Regions from separate parts of the Danio rerio genome. Here region 2 is linked to region 1. Evidence: chromatin contacts called from public Hi-C data. All regions are on one chromosome and are shown on one strand. Each heading gives the region's core, a stretch centred on a gene start, on an enhancer-like site or on the middle of the called end of the contact. The rest is flanking DNA. Distances are from core to core; before and after follow the strand shown.

What was found. A called contact is a pair of places that touch in the nucleus more often than the background predicts.
Region 2: a Hi-C map of an unstated tissue shows a contact between it and region 1, with 3 times the contacts expected there. The contact joins the enhancer-like site here to the promoter of hecw1a in region 1. A contact is called at or near these places in 6 of 18 Hi-C or Micro-C datasets (caudal fin, embryo, fibroblasts and 2 more).

The regions. Positions count from the first base shown.
Region 1 is chr24:757,426-764,009 of GRCz12tu, reverse strand. hecw1a (HECT, C2 and WW domain containing E3 ubiquitin protein ligase 1a) reads right to left here and starts at 4,293. Exons shown (of 28, transcript XM_073941348.1): 1 at 4,158-4,293. The region is part of intron 1 of LOC141380801 (a long non-coding RNA gene); the gene reads left to right. LOC141380800 (a long non-coding RNA gene) reads left to right here and starts at 5,557. Exons shown (of 5, transcript XR_012399640.1): 1 at 5,557-5,839.
Region 2 is chr24:798,630-805,885 of GRCz12tu, reverse strand. It overlaps hecw1a (HECT, C2 and WW domain containing E3 ubiquitin protein ligase 1a), which reads right to left. Exons shown (of 28, transcript XM_073941348.1): 10 at 7,213-7,256; 11 at 4,161-4,311; 12 at 1,800-1,909; 13 at 1,210-1,331. All of the region lies in intron 1 of LOC141380801 (a long non-coding RNA gene), which reads left to right. Among named protein-coding and RNA genes, the nearest start is that of stk17a, 31 kb to the left of the region's middle. Within about 2 kb of position 3,490, at least 2 of the 62 cell types and tissues checked have an H3K27ac peak or open chromatin away from gene starts, as enhancers often do.

The DNA of each region.
Region 1 (6,584 bases), core at 3,044-5,543:
AATAATTATTTTAATCTTCATATGAGACTAATAATAAATCTATATACTGTTTAATATCAGGCATAACATTACTTATAATAATAATAATAATAATAATAATAATAATAATAACAATAATAATAGTATTAATAATAATAATGAATAGTAAAATAAAAATAATAGTACTAGTACTTCTACTACTACTACTACTACTACTACTACTACTAATAATAATGAATAGTAATAGTAATTAATAATAAATAATAATAATAATAATAATAATAATAATAATAATAATAAATATAATAAAATAATAATAATATTAATGAATAATAATGAATAATAATAATAATAATAATGAATAATGATAATAAAAAATAAATAAAATAATAATAATATTAATAATTTTCCCAGTGATGGGTTGCAGCTGGAAGGGCATCTGCTGCTTACAAACATGCTGGATAAGTTGGTGATTCATTACACTGTGAAGATCCCAGATTAATAAAGGGACTAAGCTGAAAAGAAAATGAATGTATGAATAATAATAATGAATAATAAATAAATAAATAAATAAATAAATGATAATATAATAATTATAATAATAATGAATAATAATAATAATGAACATTAATAAATAATAAATAAATAAATAAATGATTAATTTAATACTAATAATAATACTAATAAAAATGAATAATAATAATAATAATAATAATAATAATAATAATAAATATAATAAACATTTTGGATAGAAAAAAAAGATTTAAAATTTTTTTTGAATTAAGATTTTTTTACATTAAAAGTTTCTATTAGTCTGTTAGTTGTTTTACCCACTTTAAAATGTGCCTCGTACATTAAAGATTATTTCTACATGATTTAATGCATTAGCCCATTTAGATATTATTTAATGTATTTAGGTGAATTCACTGATGTTACATAATAGTTATACTATAAAGCTAATTAATGTTGATACCACTGTTTAGCTTCAGAAGAATAGCATTTATTTTTGTTGAATAATTTTTTTTCTATAAAAACAAGTTATCTGTGATATATCTGTCCGTGATTTTGATATCTATGTGAATGTGTGTGTGCTTGAGTGTGTAAATACATTTAGCAAGCCACAGCTGTCCCAGAGTGCACAGGGTAAATACCAGCCTGATGATGCCTGACGATCAATCCTAACCTCACATCCAATACCAAAGCCACTGCTTCATAAATCACATTAATCTCTGTATAATAATCAACAGAGAGGCTTCAGAACCACACCACTGAAACTGCAGACACAGAGACGGAAACACACACTTCTCAGCTGATGATGTAGACATACTTACTGAAATAACTGGGTATTTGGTTACAAATGCAGCATTTTTGTAATATATGTGCTATAATATGTGCAAATTATACCAATAGTCACGCTTTACAATAGAGTTTCATTAGTTCATGTATTTAAGGATGATCAATAGTTGTAGAGCATTTATTAATCATAGGTCAACATTTACGAAAGCGTTATTAACATCCAAATTCATGCTTTTTAGCATTAGTTAATGCACTGAGTAAATGAACTAACAATAAATGACTGTATTTACATTAATTAACATGAATAAACACTGTAATAAATGTATTGTTCATTGTTTGTTCGTGTTAGTAAATGCATTAACTAACAATACCTAATACAACATCATTGTAAAGTGTTACCATAATAATAATGATAATAACAACAACAACAATGATGACAACGATTATAATAATAATAATAATATTATTATTATAATATAATAAATATAATAAAACTATTATTATTATTGTTATAATTATATAAATATATAAATTAATATATACTTTATTTTGCTGTTTGTTTAATCAGCTTTTTTCAAATGAGCTAAAACAACACAATTAAGTTTTTTTTTGGGGGGGGGGGGGTGGAGATACCCCAATTGTTTTTATATTAAATCCACTTAAATTAGTGAAAACTAATAAGTTAACTTATTGACTTCATGTTGTCTCTACACAAATTGATTGTGTGGAACCCAGCATTTTTACAGTGTATTACTGTTGTTTTTATATTTTTCAGTGTGACCTATAATATGGAATGAATAATAATAATAATAACAACAACAACAGCAATGATTATAATTATAATAATAATAAATATTATATAATTACTATTATTTATTATTTTTTTCTGTATTATACTATGAAGATAAATAATACTAATAATAACATGTATTATTAGTATTCACTTATTTCAGTGTATATATGGAATAATAATAATAATAATAAATAAATAAATAAATAAATAAATAAATAAATAAAAATAAATAAATAAATTATTATTATTATTATAATAACAATTATATAAATTTATGGGCTATAATATGGGAATAAATAATTAATTAAATAAATAAATTAATTAATTCATTAATTAATAAAGCCCTATTTATTTATTTTTGTGTCCGTCACAGTCACCAGTGAGTCTATACAAATCACTGGAGAACTACAAACCTGCCACCAAAAGAACTACTAATCCCATCTTACCTGTTCACACACACCAATTGCAGTTCTCTCACTGATTGCACACACACACACACAGCGGGAAGCTCACCATAGACTGATTACCAGGACTATGAATACCCCTCACACTCACACACACAGTGCTGAGTCTTGTTCACATGTACAAAGCGTTTCCTAGTCTAGCCGCACTTCCTGACCCTTGTTTCGTTCTTTGTTTATCCTGTTTGCCGTCTGCACCGACCTCTGCCTGTGACCACGACTACACTTTTGGAGTACCCTCATGGAACCGTTTGTTCCTTTTGACCACTGCCTGCTTGACCAAGCTGTGAATAAACTGAGTTTAGACCCTGAACTCCGTTGTTGCAGTATCTTTGCTCTATTGTATTCACGTAGGCTTGTATTTTGATTTGATATTTTATGCAGATGCATTCTTGATCAATGTAAAATTATGAATTCTTCATAAATATAGTTATTTAAATCATCTGGTGAAATTATATTCATATTACACACAAACACACACTATATAAACATTATAAACATACTTATTTTTATAAGCAAAAACAAAATATCGCAATGTCATTTTTCCCCAATATGGTGCAGCCCTACTGTTTAATAAAGTGTGTAAGAGGAGCTGTAAACAGCGGGATGATCATGTCAGTATGTCTGTGTGTGTGTCACATGGAAAGAGGAAAAAAGCTGAATGACACCAGAAAAAAAGAGAAAGATGTGCTTATAAACAACACACACACACACACACACACACACACACACACACACACACACACACACACACACACACACACACACACACACACACACACACACCGACAGAATTTTAAATTGTTGTTCATACATTCTTAAAATTGTTAAATATACTGTTTATTAGCATTTATCATTAGTGTTTTTTCCTGAAATGTTGATTGCTAAATATCCTGTAGTGTTTATTATTATTTATTGTTAGTTGTTGTTTATCACTATTACTGTTATTTGTTTTCATGCTTTAACGTAAACATCACAAATGCAATGTATGTAATTATTGTCTGCTATTATTATTATAATTGTACTACTATTATAACTTATATTGTCTATTTTACTGCTCTATACAGTGGCAATGTGTACTCGTATGTGTTTGTATTTCTTTTATAAATATATATATATATATATATATATATATATATATATATATATATATATATATATATATATATATATGTATATACTGATGTTATTTAGGCTTTTGTTTACTGCTATGTATGCTTTGGCAATACACAGCCATGTCTATCAATCCAATTGCCACCCAAAAAGATGATATGAGAGAGAGAGAGATAGAGAGAGAGAGAGAGAGAGAGAGAGAGAGAGAGAGAGAGAGAGAATCCCTCAATCACCAGTAGAACATCAGAACAAAATACGGGCACACAAATACACGCACGCAAACAAACACAAACGCAAACAAACACACACACACACACGCACACACGCGCACACACACACACACACACACACACACACACACACACACACACACACACACACACACGATGAAACGCGATCTTCACAGGACTGCGCGCGCGTCTGCAGAGGTAAATGACTCTCCATCGACACACACGCACGCACGCACACACACACGGACATGACAATGAAGCCCTCGCTCACTCATAGACACACACCTGAGACAGAAAGATCCGCCGGTGGATCATGCTCAAGCTCCGGGCTCCAGCTCAGCGGGTCTCACTGCAATCCTCAAGCCGAACACGGTGATCCGGAGCCGGGGAAACCGCTCAATCCATCCCGAGCAGCAGAACCAGAGCGTCAACACTGTCCCGCATCAGCACTGCGCAGCAGCCAATCAGCAGTCGGCATTCCTTCTGACTCCGCCCACAACACAAGACGAGCTGAACTGTGATTTAAAGAAGACACGCACTGAACTGGCACTCAGTGTAACAGCAGTCTAATTAAATATACACAACAATCAGGGCAAGAATCATTATTAAAGAGCGTTGATCAACTTGACCTCAAAATATTGAATGATATTTATTTAATTTATTATTAAATGACTTTATATTTTGCCGTTATATCCTTCACTAATTTGTCAGCAAGACGTTTTAACCATTTAAATTACAATCAAGGCTGTGATCACTTATTATATGACGTTTTAATACAGGTATTAATGATCTTACTCTATTTTTATATCCGCTTGATAATGAAACATAAACTAAGTAGACACTTGACTTACATTTAACATGCATTCTAAGTACATATCACTTCTATACATAGATTTAATGCATTTATCAAAACATTTAACCTACATAAGACTCAATCTTGCATTAATCTAGCATATTAATCCATGGATTATTTAGTTACTAAGTCGAAGTACGTTATGATACTTTATTTAAAGAGTAAGATTGACTTAAAATTGCAATGCATTACTTTTTTACCAAAGCTGTATGTGTGTATACCCAAAACATAATATTTAGCTGTATCTCAACCCTGTTTATATAATTGAGACCTGCAAAACTACATATTTTGGATTTTTCTCTTATATTAAAGAGCATGATAAATAAATTAGCTGTATTGTAAAGTGCAGCGCTGACTGCTTTATGTAAGTTACACTTAAAGTAAATAAATTCAAAATAAATATATAAATTAATAAGTAAGCTAAGTTTTAATTAACTTTAGACTTATTAAAGGTAAATATAGCCTATTATTTAGCTTTATAGAATAATCTGAATTAAATAACCAACATTCAAGGTTGGTTACATTTCAGGTAACAATTGGAAGTTACTACTTTTATTTATTTATTACTTTGTTAAGTTGAGATAAGAACATTTCAAAGAAATATTTTTACTATAAAGAAGTCGAATGCTTATCTGCTTACAAAAAAACAAACACTGTCTCTCTCCCTATACTATATTCGAATGAAATCCTGTAAAATATTGTGCGTTTTAATTAAATAAATCGTGTCTCATTAAGCTGAAGTTCATTCAAGGTGGCTCCCCGCTCTCTCTGTCGCCATCTGTGGTCGAAACACTACACTGCATGTTTCTAGTAGAGTAGCTCTTTTACGTCATCGCTGTATCTGGCCCATCTGGCCTGAGGAATCCCCATGGTTACTGTGTATTAATATAAACATATCACTGCAGACCTGCCACTCTGCGATACCCATTTACAACAACTCGTATCCTAATTATATTTTGTTCGGACACGTGCTTATCGAGTCTGTTTTGGATTTGAGGTCAGTGTTGTCTTTGTTTGGACGACGGTGGATTTGGTGATGTTGGATGCCCCGCAAAGATCAATGTTTGGATACACTACTAATGCTCACCTGCTGTCCTGTTCAATCTTTGACGAAGTAAGTCTATCGCCAAAACCCGATGCTTTCTCGCAATAAAGAAGCAGCAGTGTTGTTTACGGACGTGATGTAAACACGCAAGAACGTAGGCTTGACATTTCCCGCTTAATCCAACTCGACGGTTCCAGTGTGTGGAATGGGGACCACTAATGATTAACCATAGTCAATAGAGTTGGCGGGAAAACCGTTTTGATATGTTAATGAAGCCTACATTGTGAAAACTGTTACTAACACCTTTACCACTGTAAAAGATGCCTTTCTAGGTTACATTTGTTGTCTTGTTTCTAGTCCAAATATTTAAAAATCCTTAAATCAAGAAGCATTTTATATACAAGCAAAAAATAGCCTTGTTTTCAGAAATAATATGCCTAAATTAAGTGAGTTTTTCCTTAAAACAAGCTTAACAATCTGCCAATTTACAGAGCAAAATGTCTTATTTTGACATGGCATTTTTTGGTCATATTTCTAAACGCAAGTCTGGAGAATGCTTCTTGATTTAAATATTTGTAGATATTTGGACTAGAAAATAAATAAATAAATAAATAAATAAATATATATATATATATATATATATATAAACAATATCACGCGAGCGTCCCACCAGTCACCTGGATGACTTGCATGCATTTTCATATTTGTATTTAAATGAGTGAAGACAGTTTAAAATAATAATAATAATAATAAAAATAGCCTGAATAATAAATAAAACATATTCAAGCACCATTAAAACCTTATGTTTATGGTT
Region 2 (7,256 bases), core at 2,241-4,740, 43 kb before region 1:
TGGTCAGCACTGTCGCCTCGCAGCAAGAAGGTCACTGATTCGAGTCCCGGCTGGTTCAGTTATTGTTTCTGTGTGGAGTTAGTATGTTCTCCCTGTGTTGGCGTGGGTTTCCTCTGGGTGCTCCGGTTTCCCCCACAGTCCAAACACGTGTGTGTGTGTGTGTGTGTGTGTGTGTGTGTGTGTGTGTGTGTGTACTTTTGACATAACATTGTGTTTTTCACAGATGATGTGATGTGGTTGTATAGAAAACATTTTGAGTGCCCAGAAAAGTGCTTTATGAATGTAATCAACTATTATTATTAGTATTATTATTATGATTATTATTATTAAAATAATAAAAAAGTTTCTGTGTGCTATCAAGAGTAAAAACTTAATGTTTAAACTGACTTTAAGACATTAAAACAGTTGTTGTTGTTGTTGTCTGAGTGCCTGAGGCACGGACTATAAAGGCTCCGCCCTCTTCCAGAGAGGAGGGCGGGAAGTAGCAGCTCATTTGCATTTATAGAGATATACAGGAATATTTTTGTATTTGATTGCAGTCAATACAATGCAGTTTAAAAGTTAAATCAATTGATTCTCAAAAGTGATGACTCATTTTGGGTTCAAATCTTTAGCCGCTTAACTCTAAGGCTATTCACATTTCAGACTGGGCCATCGGACTAATCACAACAGACCGAGCCATCGGACAAATCACATCGGACCAGGCCTTCGGACCAATCACAACAGACTGGGTCATCAGACCAATCACAAAAAAACTAGGTCATTGGACCAATCACCACAAACCGAGCCATCGGATTAATAACCACAGACCAGGCCATCGGACTAATCACAACAGACTAGGCCATGGGACCAATAACCACAGACCGGGCCATTGGACCAATCACAACAGACTTGGTAATCGAACCAATCACAACAAACTGGGTCATTAAACCATTAACCAAAGATTAGTCTCATGCACAGGAGGGGTTTGGAAAAAATTAATCGCTGAATAAATCATGTGGGAGGGGTTATGATAATTAGGTAGAGATAATTATGCAGATTAAGAGACAATGAAAGTGTTTTTTGCCCTGAAAGCAGATCAGCCTGTAGCTGGAGACCCCCAACACCAAAATATGACCTTTCCTAATGCATCATAGGGGCTCTTTAAAGCTGCTCCTGCAACACAAACATTAGAGACAGCACACATGCATGCATCCCACAGTGACTTACGTAGTTTGCATGGAGGACAGTGAAGAATTCAGGGTGAGTGATGAACTTGACGGCGGGACACTGAAGCAGCTGCGAGACGTTCGGGTTATTGACCGGAGATGAAGGGCCGTCTCTTCTCTGATCTACACACAACACAGGAACAAACACTGTTTAGGTTACGCTTTATTACAATCCCTATAGGCACAACTGTGTTGGCGTGGGTTTCCTCCGGGTGCTCCGGTTTCCCCCACAGTCCAAACACATGCGCTATAGGGGAACTGAATAAACTAAAGTGGCCTTAGTGGGTGTGTGTGTGTTAGCTGGAAGGGCACCCGCTGTGTAAAGCATATGCTGTAATAGTTGGAATAGGAATATGGCGGTTCATTCCATTGTGCATCCGCTGATTAATAACGTGACTAAGCCGAAGGAAAATTAATGAATAATGTATTAAAACAGCATGTTTTCTAAGTTTGCTTGTTAATATTGTATAATTTTATATTTGAATATTTTTAAAGTGCTTTATAAGCAAAATATATTACTATTATAATTAAAATCTGGAACGCTGATGAAGTTTTCCTGCTTTCTGAAGGCTGATCAGTGATGAGGCTGACCTGTGGATTGTGTTGTGGATTCGCTCTCGGTATCTCCAGTGTTCCTCTCAGATCCGCGAGTGTTTGCAGGCTCGTCTTCGCTCGCCATCGTCCGCTGAATATTCTGATACCTGAGGAAAAATCAACACTGCTGGGGGAAAACACTCCTATCATCGTCATATAAGGAAAAATATCTGCATTGTTCTGTCTGAGTTGATTCAGCAAATAATACACACATACTCTAGATTTATTTCAAGAGCTTGGTTCCTTTTGTATCAATTAAATGTATTGGTTTATTTCACATCAATCACACACATCATACCTTTTAATTAAAACAAATCTCTCGCATTTATTAACCCTTTAACTTCATTCCTTTGGCTTACTCTCTGATTTTTTATCAGGGGTCACCACAGCGGAATGACCCGGCAACTATTTCAGCATGTTTTACGCAGCAGATGCCCTTCCAGCTGCAACCCAGTACTGGGAAACACCCATAGACCCTCATTCAAACACACTCATACACTACGGCCAATTTAGTTGATCAGTTCCCCTAAAGCGCATGCGTTTGGACTGTGGGGGAAACCGGAGCCAACACGGGGAGAACATGCAAACTCCACACAGAAACACCAACTGACCCAGGCGAACCAGCGACCTTCTTGCTGTGAGGTGACAGTGCGATACCATCATTTTTAGTTTTAATGATAACCTAAATGCACAAATGTTCACCTAGGAAGTTACCATTCCTATTAAAGGGTTAACGCTGTTTTATAAATATCAAAGATGCTTAAGAAGTGATTTTGTTTTAGTTATAACAATTAATATAAAACATATATATATAACATTTTGAGGTCAATACATGTTTAGCAACTATTATTACAGTATAAAATAGCAGTTTTAAGAGAATATGCAGTAAAGTGGCATTTATATCTGTAATGTAAAGCAGCATGTCCCAGTCTTTGGAGTCAGAAATTATTATATGATGATTAAGAAATATTAATGATGCATGAAACTGTAATGCATTTTATTTTTCAGGATTGTATTTTGTTTGTTTTACATAATCTGTTGTAACATTATAATTATATTTAATCCACATTTGATTTGATCATTTTAATGCTGCTTGAATTAATAAATATAATTTATTTCTAAGCCACAGTCACACAAAAGACCCCAAACAAAAATCGGATTCTCCGCCAGTGTTGCCAGATTGAGCGGTTTTGAATAAATTTTTGCAGGTAAAAAATGACATAGGCAGGAAATGTGTAAAATTGGTCGGTTTTGTAACAGCGTGCAGCCAGCCCCTTCACTTATAAACCTGTTATGATCCCCCAAAGAGGTGCCATAGCACAGCGGGTTTTAGATTAGGTTTTGGTTAGCTACATCTGGCAACACTGTTCTCCGCTGACTCATTTGAGAAGGGTATAAACGGAGGTCAGAGCCAGCTCCAAGAGGGTGGGCTTTGGAGCTCCAAGTGGGCTGTGCAAACCTTATTTAGTCGTATTTAGAGTTTAATATTGTGCTTTATGAATGTGTACACCTAACCCTAAACCCGACCTCACAGTAACCTGATAAACCCAACCTACTTGTGGTTTGAGTCCCTCCCACTTGGAGGCCAACCAACCTACTTGCGGTGTAATGCCTCCCACTTGCAGGTCTCCGGGCTGCAGCGATACCTACTTGGACTCATTTTGGTGTTTCAGTGCTTAAGCGTGTGTGTCCTGCAGGGGGCAGCATCTGCTCAAATATACCTTTGAGATGTTGTGAAATTTTACTCAACTCACTACAATAATTCCAAAGCATCTGTTCTGAATTATATCTTTAATACTTATTAGTTTGTGGCTATACATCTTTATTTCACAGCTACACTGACATGGTAAACAGATGTGAACGAATGAAGGAAATATTCTCCTGCACTGTAAACAATATCTGTTAATGAACAGTTAACGGTGTGATTTGGGTTTATTTGCGGTAGTGACTTGCATTATGGGATGCTGATCTCTGCTCCACTTCTGATGTTGAAAATTCTAAACTACAGTTTAATAATGTTAATTTTAATGACATTTTAGTTTTTTGAATATAATATAAGAAACATTATGTAGAGGAATAAGTGTGTGAAATAACAGGAGATGTGTTGCAGTTTATTACAAGGTGTTTGTAGCGTAATATACAACACCAACACACACAATATAGCCCTGCAGACTGTTACACAAGAGCAGAAAACACACTTTTTACAACTACTCAAGGTTAAAAGTTATTGGAAGAAAGATCAAGATCCCATTATGCAACTTAAAAGCAGAAATAAATGGGGGAAAATAAAAACATTAATCACAAAATACAGAAAACTGCTCATTTCTGGGTATTTTTACAGTGTATAGTGTGTTGTACCTGCGGTTGAGCTGCTCCATCTGGTGTGTGGACCCTGATCTCTGCATGCCGGTGCGCTTGGCTGCATGAATGGGTCTCTGCCATGTTGTTGTCCGGTTTACATGATCCACGTAAAAAACACGACCGTGACTGTCCACACGCGCCTCCCAATCTGTGCACAAACACACACACACATCATCCACTGTCCTCCTGTGGAGATCTGAATTCTTCCTCGTTTATCTCCCAAGTGCTGTTTAACAGAGCAAGACATTTTTTCCACATTATTTCCTATTCCCAGTAGGCAGTGCTGTCGCCTCACAGCAATAAGGTCTCTTGTTCGAGCCTCGGCTGGGTCAGTTGGCATTTCTCTGTGTGGAGTTTGCATGTTCTCCCCGTGTTGGCGTGGGTTTTCTCCGGCTGCTCCGGTTTCCCTCACAGTCCAAACACATGCAGTACAGGTGAATTGGGTAGGCTAAATTGTCTGTAGTGTATGAGTGTGAATGAGTGTGTTTCCCAGAGATGGGCTGCGGCTGGAAGGGCATCCGCTGTGTAAAAACATGCTGGATAAGTTGGCGGTTCATTCCGCTGTGGCGACCCCGGATTAATAAAGGAACTAAGCCTTAAAGAAAATGAATGAATGAATGAAATACGGAAAACCGCTAATGTACAGATATTTTTACAGCACAAAAGTGCAAAGTTTCAACACTTCTGAGCATGCACAGGTGATCCATTATTGACTTTTGCATGAACATCAAGGAATTTATTGTCTAAATATTTGTGTATTGTTATCAGCTCAATGTGCAGTTCAACTAAATGTGCATATCATGATTCAATGCACACGCTGAGGTTCACCATCCAGTGTGTTTTATGCAGTATTCCAAAATACACATCAAAACATGTGGATGGAGACAAAGCAAATGAGATGACACACACACACACACACACACACAAACACACACACACAAACACGCACACTCACACACACTTGCATGCTAATGAAGGTAAACACATGTCAACAGCACAAGCCAGGGTCAGATGTGATTGAGGAAAGCTTACTTGGTGGTAATGGTTGATCAACACTGGGGTAATGATGGGGATCAGGCCGCAAAGCAGGAGTCTGAGTGATTGCATGATGACTGCAGTGCAAATGAAAACTGCCTACAAACAAATCACAACACACACCCGTGACTTATGACGAGTGCCATAAATCAGCGCTGATATACTGGAAGCGGGAACTGTCCTGCCAGTGTCACAGAAGCAAGTCAATACAATGAAGTACATGAAATCTCTGGATATACAGTTGATTAATTCAGTGGGAACAGTCGGGTCGGGAAGAGAACTGTTCTAATATGACAGCGGGTAAAAAAAAAAACCTAATAAATAATAATTAAGCAGCAGGAGCAATCAGGTGTGGAATAAAACCCAGCATGAGCGGGACTGAAAAAACAGTCCTGTGCAGACCACTAGACCAGGGGTGGCCAATCCTGTTCCTGGAGAGCCACCTTCCTGCAGATTTCAGTTGCAACCCATATCAAACACACCTGCCTGTAATTATCACGTGGTGTTCAGGTCCTAATTAATTGGTTCAGGTGTGTTCGATATGGGTAGCAACTGAAATCTGCAGGAAGTTGGGTCTCCAGGAACAGGGTTGGCCACCCCTGCTCTAGACTGTAGGTCTGGGTCCGTATTGAACGGCTTCTAGGTCCGGTTTGCGTGTTAGTGACCCTAACCCATCCCAATTTTGCAAGGCACAATTCAGAAAAGGCTCCTCACCTGTTTGCCGAACTCAAGATCTGGGTCCTTATGGGAAAGCTTCTGGGTCCGGTTGACCTGTTAGTGACCATTGCCTTAACCCATCCTCCCATTATTGATCTTTTAGCAATGCACAGCAGGACAGAAATAAAAAAAAACAGTCCCAAGCAGACCTCTAGGCCAGGGGTGTCCATTCCTGTTCCTGGAGATCAACCTTCCCGCAGAGTTCAACTCCAACGCTGATCAAACACAACCAACTAAGCAGGATCTGAAGGAGCACTTGGTGATTACAGACAGGTGTGTTTGACCAAGGTTGCAGATGAACTCTGCAGAAAGGTAGACCTGGGAAACAGGATTGGGCTCCATGCTAAGGCTGTAGGAGTGGGTTCTGGGTCGGCAATTGAACCGTGGTTCTCCTGTTAGTTACCACTCCCCTAACCCATACCAGTTTTTATCTTTCAGGAATGCATAATCTAGAAAAGTCTCCTCCCCTGATGACCTAACCCTGGGTCCAGCCACAGGCGAGTGCTCTAGACCAGGGATGGGCAAACTTAATACTGGAGGGCGTGTGTCCTACATAGTTTTGCTCCAACGCTTATCAAACACACATGCTTTCTAGTGATTTAAGTCACTGATTAGTTTGTTCAGGTGTGTTTGATTAGTGTTGGAGAAAACTCTGCAGGGACACCGGCCCTCGAGGATCAAGTATGGCTATCCTTGCTATAGACTGTAGGTATAAGTCCGTGTGGAATGGCTTCTGGGTCCAGTTCACCTGTTAGTGGCCCTAACCCATCCCATTTTTGACCTTTCAGCAATGCACAATTCTTACAAGTCATCTCACCTGTTGTCTGAACACAAGATCTGGGTCCTTTTGGGAAAGCCTCTGGGTCTGGTTGACCTGATAGTGAACATTTCCTTAACCCATCCCCATTATTAAACTTTTAGCAATGCACAGCAAGACTGAAATAAAAAAAAACAGTCCCGAGCAGACCTCTAGGCCAGGGGTGTCCAATCCTGTTCCTAGAGATCTACATGGAGTTCAGCTCCAACCCTGATCAAACACAACTAAACCAACCAAGCAGGATCTGGAGGAGCACTTGGTGATTACAGACAGGTGTGTTTGATCAAGGTTGCAGATGAACTCTGCAGGAAGGCAGATCTCCAAGAACTGGATTGAGCTGCCCTGCTCTAGGCTGTAGGTCTGGGTCCATATGGGGTGGCTTCTGGGTCTGCACCCAAACTGCATTCTGACCTGTTAGTGGCCCTAACCCATCCCATTTTTATCCAATCAGCAATGCACAATTCAGAAAAGCCTCCTCACCTGTTGGCCGAACACTAGGTCCCGCCACAGGCGACTCATCCACC